Regions from separate parts of the Mus musculus genome. Here region 2 is linked to region 1. Evidence: chromatin contacts called from public HiChIP or PLAC-seq data. All regions are on one chromosome and are shown on one strand. Each heading gives the region's core, a stretch centred on a gene start, on an enhancer-like site or on the middle of the called end of the contact. The rest is flanking DNA. Distances are from core to core; before and after follow the strand shown. Region 1 has its middle 25 kb from the start of Gm46567. Region 2 has its middle 41 kb from the start of Gm32998.

Region 1 (4,081 bases), core at 624-3,123:
ATTGCTTCTGTTTTCACTGGAGCCTCTTCAGACAGTTCCCCGGAACCAGTCTAACTCTCCAGTCCTCGCTCCTGCCGAATCCACCAGCATCTCACTTCCTCACTTGGCAAGGCAATCTCGATGTGGCAAAGCAATTCCCACGCTTGCTTGCTTTCACACAGTTCCTTGCTACAAACCCTTGCCACCACAAACAGGACAGTGAAGGGCGTCAGTGTGTGTGTGCCACGTCTCACTTAGAGGTGACTGTGGAACAGCTGCGGTCAAGAAATGCTTTTGCTTCCATATCCTGTGGCCAAGGAGATGACCACACAGGGAGTGGGAGGGTGGTGTGTGGAAAGGAGGGTCACCCTGGCTGGACCTCAGGGCCTGTGAGAATCTCAATTAAAGAGGTGTCACTGCGTCCCATTGAGCTGTGTCCTCAACCTCTCCCTTTGGGAAGGCAGACACTGGGAACAAAGGAAAATGGATTCACATCATAAAAGCTCCCTGACTCTTCAGCCAGCCAAGGAACAGAAAGTCCCATATAAATTCACACCAGGTGGTTTGAAGGGAAGCACGTCACAGAAACATGACAATCAACAGAGCCATGTTGGATCAGCCGTTCGTTCCACTTCAGCCACTGAAGATCAGGATGGAGAGTCTATCCAGGAAGAACCCAGTGAGTAAAATATTTTGACACCGGAAGAGAATATCCTGACAGCGCTCCCTCCATCCGCAGTCACGGCTGTGGGACATGGAGGTGAGTAAGTATAGACATGGACCTGTAACATCAAAGGTGGAATATATAGGAAGGACCCTCCTCTTAGCTACAATTTCCTCACGTTCAGAGGGAGGCGTGCGACATTCTCTACCACCTCCCCTTTTTCTTGTAGTGTTCCTTAGCTCATGGTCTGCATCCTCAATGCATAAAAAAGTCCCTCTGAATCAGCCCGAGAGTGAGAGTGCTCTGCCCCACTCCAAGTCACACTGAGAGAGTGACTCCCAGGATCAATTAGCACAAGACAAAATTAGCTGGGTTCTACCTTTGGAAGAATTTGAAGCCATAGTAAACCAAAGACAGGCCACTTGGACTCCAGTTTCAGTCCCACCGTTAACGTAGTCTGGTAGCTTGCAGCATGCTATATCAGTGGGCCCCCATTTTCTCTCTGTAAGGTAATCTAAGATCATTTAATTTTTGAGAGTTCTGGCAACCCGGTCTTCTACCTGTTTTGCAAATAAAGTTTTAGTGATACATACCTTCAGCTATTTATTAAATATCACCTCTGGCTGCTTTTACGCCTCAATGGCAGAGTTGGGTAGCTGAGGCAGACAGCTGCTGTGTGGGCTAGAGCTGAAAATAGTTAATACCTGATCCTTAAAAGCAAAAGAGCTGGGTAACTACACCACCAGAGAGGCTGAGGCACGGGGAGAAGAGACTATTTGCCAAAACACCCTAAGGGAATCAGGGCAGAAAATGGAAATGTCTTCTTCTGATTTTTCTCTGCCAAAAGTTCTCCTGGCCCAAAGCTCACTATCTGAAGATCTGAGCTATGCCTGAGAGCCAGCTAGAAGACCAGGAGCCTGTCTCCTGGGAGAAGCCTGTGGTCTTGAGTAGAGCCTGAGGCTCCAGTGGTAGGGGCAGTCTGCCTGGGTTCTGTCTGGCTCAGGGTCAGCCTGCTGAGCTTCTGAGAGGAGCCAGCTGAGGCTCCTGACAGGCAATGGTTGAGCCTGGAGTCTGAGGAGAGCTGGCTCCCTAAGCCCTTTTAACCACAGGTCCCCCAGATCTAGGTAAACTTTCCTTGGCCTTTGAACTACAAGGGGACATTTCTTCTTGCCTCTGTACTCACTGGCTGTTTCCGCCTTCTGCCATTTATTAATCTCGCTGGTTAACCATTGAACCCAGCTCAGCCTCCTCTAGTTTCCAATCCTGTTCTCCCTGTTGGCTGCAGACAAGGGCCTGCACTAAACAAACCTAAGGTTCTTTTCTTTCTTTTCACAGCTGAAATCAACTGATAAAAGAGGTGGGGCTGGGGTGCAGTTTGCTAAAAAGACACTCCCTAAAGCCCTGGTGAGGAGGTGAGAAACCCTTTCCAAGGCAGGCCAGCTATGTTTAAAGAAATACATCACTGTAACACACACACACACACACACACACACACACACACACACACACATATACATACACACAGACACACACACACACACACTCATACATGCACACACACATACAGACATGCACACACTCACACAGCTTAATCAGAGTAGAGGCATAATTTAGAGAAGATGTCTATAATTTCTTCATCGTTGAATCAGATTGCTTGTCTCTAAACACAAATGCCATTTGAGTTTAGCTTCCCCAGTTAAAGATGCATGCTTTAGAGGGGGAGCATGCCAATTGTCGTAGTGGTAGGGAGCTGGAGGGAAGGGGAAGGGGAAAGGGAAGGGGAGAGGGGAAGGGGAAGGGGAAGGGGAAGGGGAGAGGGGAAGGGGAAGGGGAAGGGGAAGGGGAAGGGAAAGGGGAGAGGGGGACCAAGAAGGGCCTTCTGAGCACAGGGTTTGGGGGCTTGACATCAGCCACACCCTAGTTTCCTTTAGAGTATTAGAACTCTCTAGAACACCAGCTCTGTGAGGACCAGCATTTTATTTATCTACTGCTACATCCCTAGCACCAAGCCTAGTGCCCAGCAAGAGGTAGGTACTTAAATATCTGTTAAATGCATGGGTGACAGGATGCAAATTAGTGGCCTGGTCACTAGTCCCAATCTTTTGGGAAGATGGACATTTCACATGTTCATTGGCTCCCCTTCTGATGAATCCGGAAGCCCTGGCCCAGTTAGGACAAAATTCACAAAGGACAAGGGGGAGGACCCCCCTGAACCATTAACACAGTTCCAGGGACCTAAGTGTTTGTCTATCAAAAAACTCAGAGACAGTGCCCAGCACAGCCCCTTTCTGTGGCTGTCTGCCTACCATTGAAAGGGACAGATTTCCACCGTGGACATTTCTACTCTAATGACTCCCACTGCTGTGAGCAGTAATGTGTGCTGGGCAACTCATCTGTGTTTGTCTTTAATGCCCATGATAGCCTTGCTGTGTGGTGTGAGCCCTTTTATAGCTTAGGAAAAGAGCTGCAAGTGAACTTGCCAAGGTTGGAGAGCATAGCTTGGCCTGTCTTATCTTTGGCTGACGACAGAGACTGTACCTTGTCTATCACGTATACTTCTAGTTCTACGTACAATGCTAGAATTGGCTGTTGCCCTAACTCAAGACTGCATAGTTACTCTTTCAGTTACTCCTTCTGCTTCTAACCAGCTCCAGAGCCTGGGGGACCCACTTCTCTCTTGGCCTCAGTTTCCATATTCTCAAATCCAGAGACCTGAACAAAATTACTTTGAAAAATCTCCCATGGTTGAGTCTGTAAGAGGCGACTTTATTTTCTCAGAGGTCGCAACTTAAGTTTGCTTTGGAAATTTTAACAAGAAGAAAACCATTTATTGAAAGCAGCTCAAAATATCTCTTGCTTTCTCTGCTTAGGGACACTCTTGAACACCCTGCTAAGGCCTGGCTCTGCTCCTTTTAAAAAGAACTGACCTGTAATAGGGTTCTGGACTCAAGTGGGCACCAGCACCAGCCTGTAACCTCTCACTGCAGTTTCTCTCTAGTTCAGAATGCTTCTAATGTGGTGGTAAAAGCAGCTGGTCCCTTCCAGTGGAAGTTCCTGGCCTCAGGCAGCCTCTGGTGGAACCCATAGACCTGTTGGCTCCTGAAGTTAATTCCATTGTGATGAGATGGTGGGAAAGGGTGGCTTTGGAGAGGCAAGGAGCCTGGAGAGCCAGCAGTGCTGAAGGTGGGTTGGACTCTTAACTCAATCCTTGTTGCCCAATGGGGAAATGTGAAAACGTCAGGATTCTCAGCACTAGCTGGGACACCGCTTCTGGTTTCCAGACGCTTCTGCAGCAGAGACCACAATGAAGAAGGACAGACATCTAATCTACCTGGTGGAGACCCACCTGGGAGTCTCCAAGTTTCTTTACCTGGGGCCCTATAAAGGGAGCCTCTGACCAAGCCTGAGCCCCCTAGCTGGTGGTAGAGCTGGCACTCA
Region 2 (4,602 bases), core at 727-3,226, 320 kb after region 1:
GGGCACAGAGACTATGGTTCTGGTAGAGGGCACAGAAGAAACCCACCTGAGTTCCTTGTATGTGGCTTCCATCATTACCTGGTTTGTAAGTCTATTTCAGCTGTGGTCACTCCCTGAGCTTAAGACCTGTGTTTCAAGCTCCCCACGGGCATGCCCACCTTCATGTACCAAGAATTTTCTTTTTTGATTTAGTGCAATGCACCTGGAGTGGATCTCAGATCTCAGCATCCCTTCTCCACAAACCCACATCCTGTCTTAGCTCTCTGCCCACTAACTTCTCCTAGATGTACTGTAGGCTCTAGGACTGAAATGCCACTGCCCTGATTTCTCCTGGTCCACTCCTCTCCAACTTCATGGCCCCCCTCCACTCGCTCTATGCTTACCACCTTACATTCTCTTTTTATTCTCCAAGGTACTAGGTAGCATCCACGACTGAGCTACACCCATGGCCCTTTTTATGTTATTTTGAAACAGTCTCCATAAACGTTCCAAGTTGGCCTTAAGCTTTTAACCCTCTAACTCCAGTCTCCTCAGTATCTGAGATTATAGGGGTGGACCACTATGCCCAACTATCAGAAACTCTTGAATCTGCCTTCTCTTCCCTTCTATATGATGTGTCTTTCTTGTTTGTTTGTCTTGCACTACCTGCCATGTGGAAGGAACAGTGTGACACAGTTCCTGCTCCTGGAGCAGAGCTAGCAAGGGGTGGGCCCCCAGTTGTGCTGACAGTTGCTGTGGGTGTAGGGCTTGTTTGTATAATAATGTACATATTTTCATGTTCCTCCTTTGAGGAATGCTCTCTTTGTTAAAGTTAATGACTCCATGATAATTAGAAACAGCATGAGTCTGGGAGGTGAGAATGTGTTCCTCAGCAAAATGGTAAATGCTGTAAACTTTAAGATAGCCTGTAAGGCTGTGGGGAAGAACTCTGAAAACATGAGTTTACGAATGTATAATTTCTCAACTATGCAAAATATAAGAATGTAATATGAACTGTATGAGGGGGCTTCACGGACCTAAAAGAACAAAGGCAGCTGCACTAATGAGCCAGATTATCAGAAAGATACAAAGGCAGATTTCTGAGTTCAAGTTCAGCCTGGGACAGAACTATATGTCCAGGTGTAATGAGAATGGTGATCTCAGAGCCAGATCCCACCCAACTAACTTATTGTTTGTGCTTACAAAGACAGGCAGATCTCTGAGTTCATTTGCGACATTATAAAATATGTACTTGCTATCTCTTTCTAAGAATCTAGGGACTAAGGTTATAAAATGCTGATTTGTGGGATAATCAAAAGGGAACCTGGGTTAATGATTGAATTGATAAGTAAATAAAAGACTAGGCTTTGGTCTGCAAGAGCTCATCTATCTACGTAGCTGTCTGCAGAGCCAGCTCAAGCAGAACATGGAGCTGTCAGTTTGTACTCATGATTGACTTTGAGTTATTCTTTTGCTGCTCCAAACATCTCTTCCTCAGGAACCCTCTCCAAGCTGAGGTTGGTCCTTGGTAACTACACTAACGTTCCTCTTTTAGAGACTCCCCAAAGCCTGTTAATTGGTCTCCCTAAATTCAACTCTCTTTGGTATCTCCATCCTTGCAGCTTAGCCATCATCCCTTTTTAAACATCAAGTCTAATTATGATGTTCTGTCTTCTGGATGCCTCTTTGGTTACCCCACAGCCCACTTGATGGACCTAATCAGCAGGAAGCAGTCTAAAGATAATATTGCTCCCTTTCCCATCCCTGACTTTATTCAGGGATCTCTTTCCTTTCCTCTCTATCCTTTTCTCTCTCTTATCTACTGTTAAGGGGCTGGAAGGATGGGAAAGGGTAGAAGAAAGAAGAACCACAAAGTAGCAAAGACCAGCTACAGGGGGCTGAGCTTCCCACTTGGGAATTGTCTTGACAGCATAGTGGCTCAGATCATGTAGGAGCCACCTGCCTAGAGTATCCTGACACTTCTGACTAAGCAGGTAGTCATACCAGCTCTCTTCACCACTTGCCTGCTGGAAAGTTAGCACCAACTCAGAGATCTCCAATCACCATGGAGACTTGTAAATTTCCCTTAGTCCACAACCAGAAATGGCACCACAGGAAAGAGCTCCTGGAAAAAGGGTTCAGATAGGCTGTTCAGAATCTTTGTTTCCTGGCAAAGTCCCCCTTAAGCACAGGGTGTCCGAGTCTATTCCTATCACTTCATCCACATCTCAACTCTTTGGACAGTATTTGGTGACATCTTTCATGTGCCAGGCCCTGTGTTAAGAAGGCACAAGGCTGAATAAGACCCTATTCTGACATGGAGGTCTCATGATCAGTCTAGGAAAATGACACACAAAGAACACCAGTGGTGGGATGAGTGCCAAAAGAAAACATGCAGACAGTGAATTCACCACTGAAGGAAAGTATGAAAATAAATGGTTTGGCTTCCTCCATAAACCACAGACAATCAGCACTGAGTAGCACTCCATAGATTATCTGCTCTGACCCCTTCATCTGGCATGTGGGAGACAGAGAGGGGAAGAGGCCACATAGTTTTAAGACCTTGATTAATGTGTAACAAATTCCTTCTCTCTTCCTGACCGGTGACGTGTCTATATCTCCCAAATCATCTTTGGAAGTAGACAGAATGGAACTACTACACATATAAGAAATCTACTTGCTTTCCAGCTGAAAATACATAGGACAAAGCTAGTCAGTATTGGTAAATAACAATGATTGTTCCTCTCCAGACCCACTTCCGTTTACCTTGCCTATTTCTTTTTTTTTAAAAAAAGATTTATTTATTTATTTATTTAGTGTATGTGAGTACACTGTAGCTGTACAGATGGTTGTGAGCCTTCATATGGTTGTTAGGAATTAAATTTTTAGGACCTCTGCTCTCTCCCGTTGGCCCACTCACTCAGTCCCTTGCTTGCTCCGACCCAAAGATTTATTTATTATTATACATAAGTACACTGTAGCTGACTTCAGACACACCAGAAGGGGGCGTCAGATCTCATTAGGGGTGGTTGCTGGGATTTGAACTCAGGGCCTTCTGTAAGAACAGTCAGTGCTGTTATCCGCTGAGCCATCTTGCCAGCCCCTGCCTTGTCTATTTCAAAGTTGCTTCTTATCAAATACTTTTACAAAATCATATTTATTTATGTACTTGCATGTGTTTGTGGAGTGGGTGGGGCACACATGTGGAGGTCAGAGGATAACTTGTACAAATCAGGTTCTTCCTTTGCCATGTGGGTCCCAAAGAACAAGTGAGGGTAGTTAAACTTGGTTACGTCACCACTGCACTGTCTAATCAACTCTCCCATGGTCTTTTTAACCACTGTTCCATTCTTCAATGGTCCATTATACTAAGGTTGTTGCTATTCTTGATTCTTTTTTTTTCCCTATAGCTGCACATGATTTGGAATTTGGTTATTTTGCCACCCAGTGTCTCCATTTTGAGGGTCGAGTCTTTGGGTTCACATCTTTAGCAGGAGAGACTAAGTAGGAAGATGGTCCTGAAATGGAGCTGAGCACACGGGTACAACTTCCAGGAACCTAACCCACTAAACCGGGGAAAGGAACTGGCATGCCTGGAACTGTGGAGAGAAACAACCAGGGAGGGCTGGGACTGGATTGTAAATCCATGAAGCCTAGCAGCCAACTCGTGTGTATGCTCAGTGGATCCATCGATGACTTCTCTGATACCCCCCCCCCCCGCCCCCAGAGGACGCTTGGCTTCTGTACAGTCAGCCTCTGCAGGTTATAGGGGCTGGAAGACACGCAGTGTGGGCACAGGAGCGATGCAACCAATTCCTCATATGCAGCAGCTACTACTCCTGTGGGTTTAGACTCAGCCTGCTAGCAACTCAGGGGAGGAAGGAAGTAGCTGGAGACTCCAGTGTAGGAATGAATGGCCTCCCATAGGGTCTGGCTAGAAGGTGAACTGGGCTCATTTTGCTAGAGGGTCATCTGAGCAAGGGCAACAGACTTGATTCTCTTCCCTTGAGCACAGGTGGAACTCTTGGGTGGTGTTTCATTTCAAAGCCATTGAAGTGGAATCTCACCGGGCAGTTTCTGTTGACTTTATACACAATGAGATTTGAATGTTTACCTAGGCTAAAAGACAGGCAGGAAGGGACTGTTTGTGTGATGTTTCAAACTCGAGGCATAGGGTTAGAGGAGGGGGAGGGGGGGAACGTGACCTGTCACAACACTACATCCCTTCAAACAGTAAAGGTTAAGTAGAAATTCCCAGAGAATTCTCCAGTCAAGATGAAAGAGCAGTGGGGAGACAGCTGCTGGGAGCAGAGAATGTTTCAAGCCAACAATGATGGTGGCCCTCTGCAAAGGAAGAGTTCTGCAGGGACTAGTTCAGCAGGAACGGGAGGGTAGGGGCTGGATCTTCAGCACCATGTAATGCATAGCAGGTTCTCCCTTCACAGACTTGAGTAGATTCCCTCCATGGATTGACTATATCCTCGCATCCTTCATGCTATCTCCTCACATGCTGCCTCCCCCAGGAGGGGCCTGTCTGTCCGTCCCCCCCCCCCCAGGTGAGGCCTGCTTTCCCATTGTGTGTTTCTTTATGACCCTTTCATTTCTGCCTGAATCGCAGAATGT

What was found. HiChIP or PLAC-seq counts read pairs in DNA pulled down with a chosen protein or histone mark.
Region 2: a FOXA1 HiChIP or PLAC-seq map of pancreatic cancer cells shows a contact between it and region 1. The contact joins two enhancer-like sites. A contact is called at or near these places in 1 of 15 datasets of contacts at CTCF or cohesin (the NIH/3T3 cell line), 2 of 484 Hi-C or Micro-C datasets (bone marrow-derived macrophages and liver), 6 of 115 datasets of contacts at active chromatin or transcription factors (bone marrow-derived dendritic cells, embryonic basal ganglia, embryonic stem cells and 2 more) and 1 of 9 other capture datasets (embryonic stem cells).

What each region holds. Positions count from the first base shown.
Region 1 is chr16:29,786,483-29,790,563 of GRCm38.p6, forward strand. No RefSeq gene overlaps it. Among named protein-coding and RNA genes, the nearest start is that of Gm46567, 25 kb to the right of the region's middle. Within about 2 kb of position 1,874, at least 32 of the 459 cell types and tissues checked have an H3K27ac peak or open chromatin away from gene starts, as enhancers often do. A contact at or near this core is called in pancreatic cancer cells, where this site is marked.
Region 2 is chr16:30,109,320-30,113,921 of GRCm38.p6, forward strand. No RefSeq gene overlaps it. Among named protein-coding and RNA genes, the nearest start is that of Gm32998, 41 kb to the left of the region's middle. Within about 2 kb of position 1,977, at least 15 of the 459 cell types and tissues checked have an H3K27ac peak or open chromatin away from gene starts, as enhancers often do. A contact at or near this core is called in pancreatic cancer cells, where this site is marked.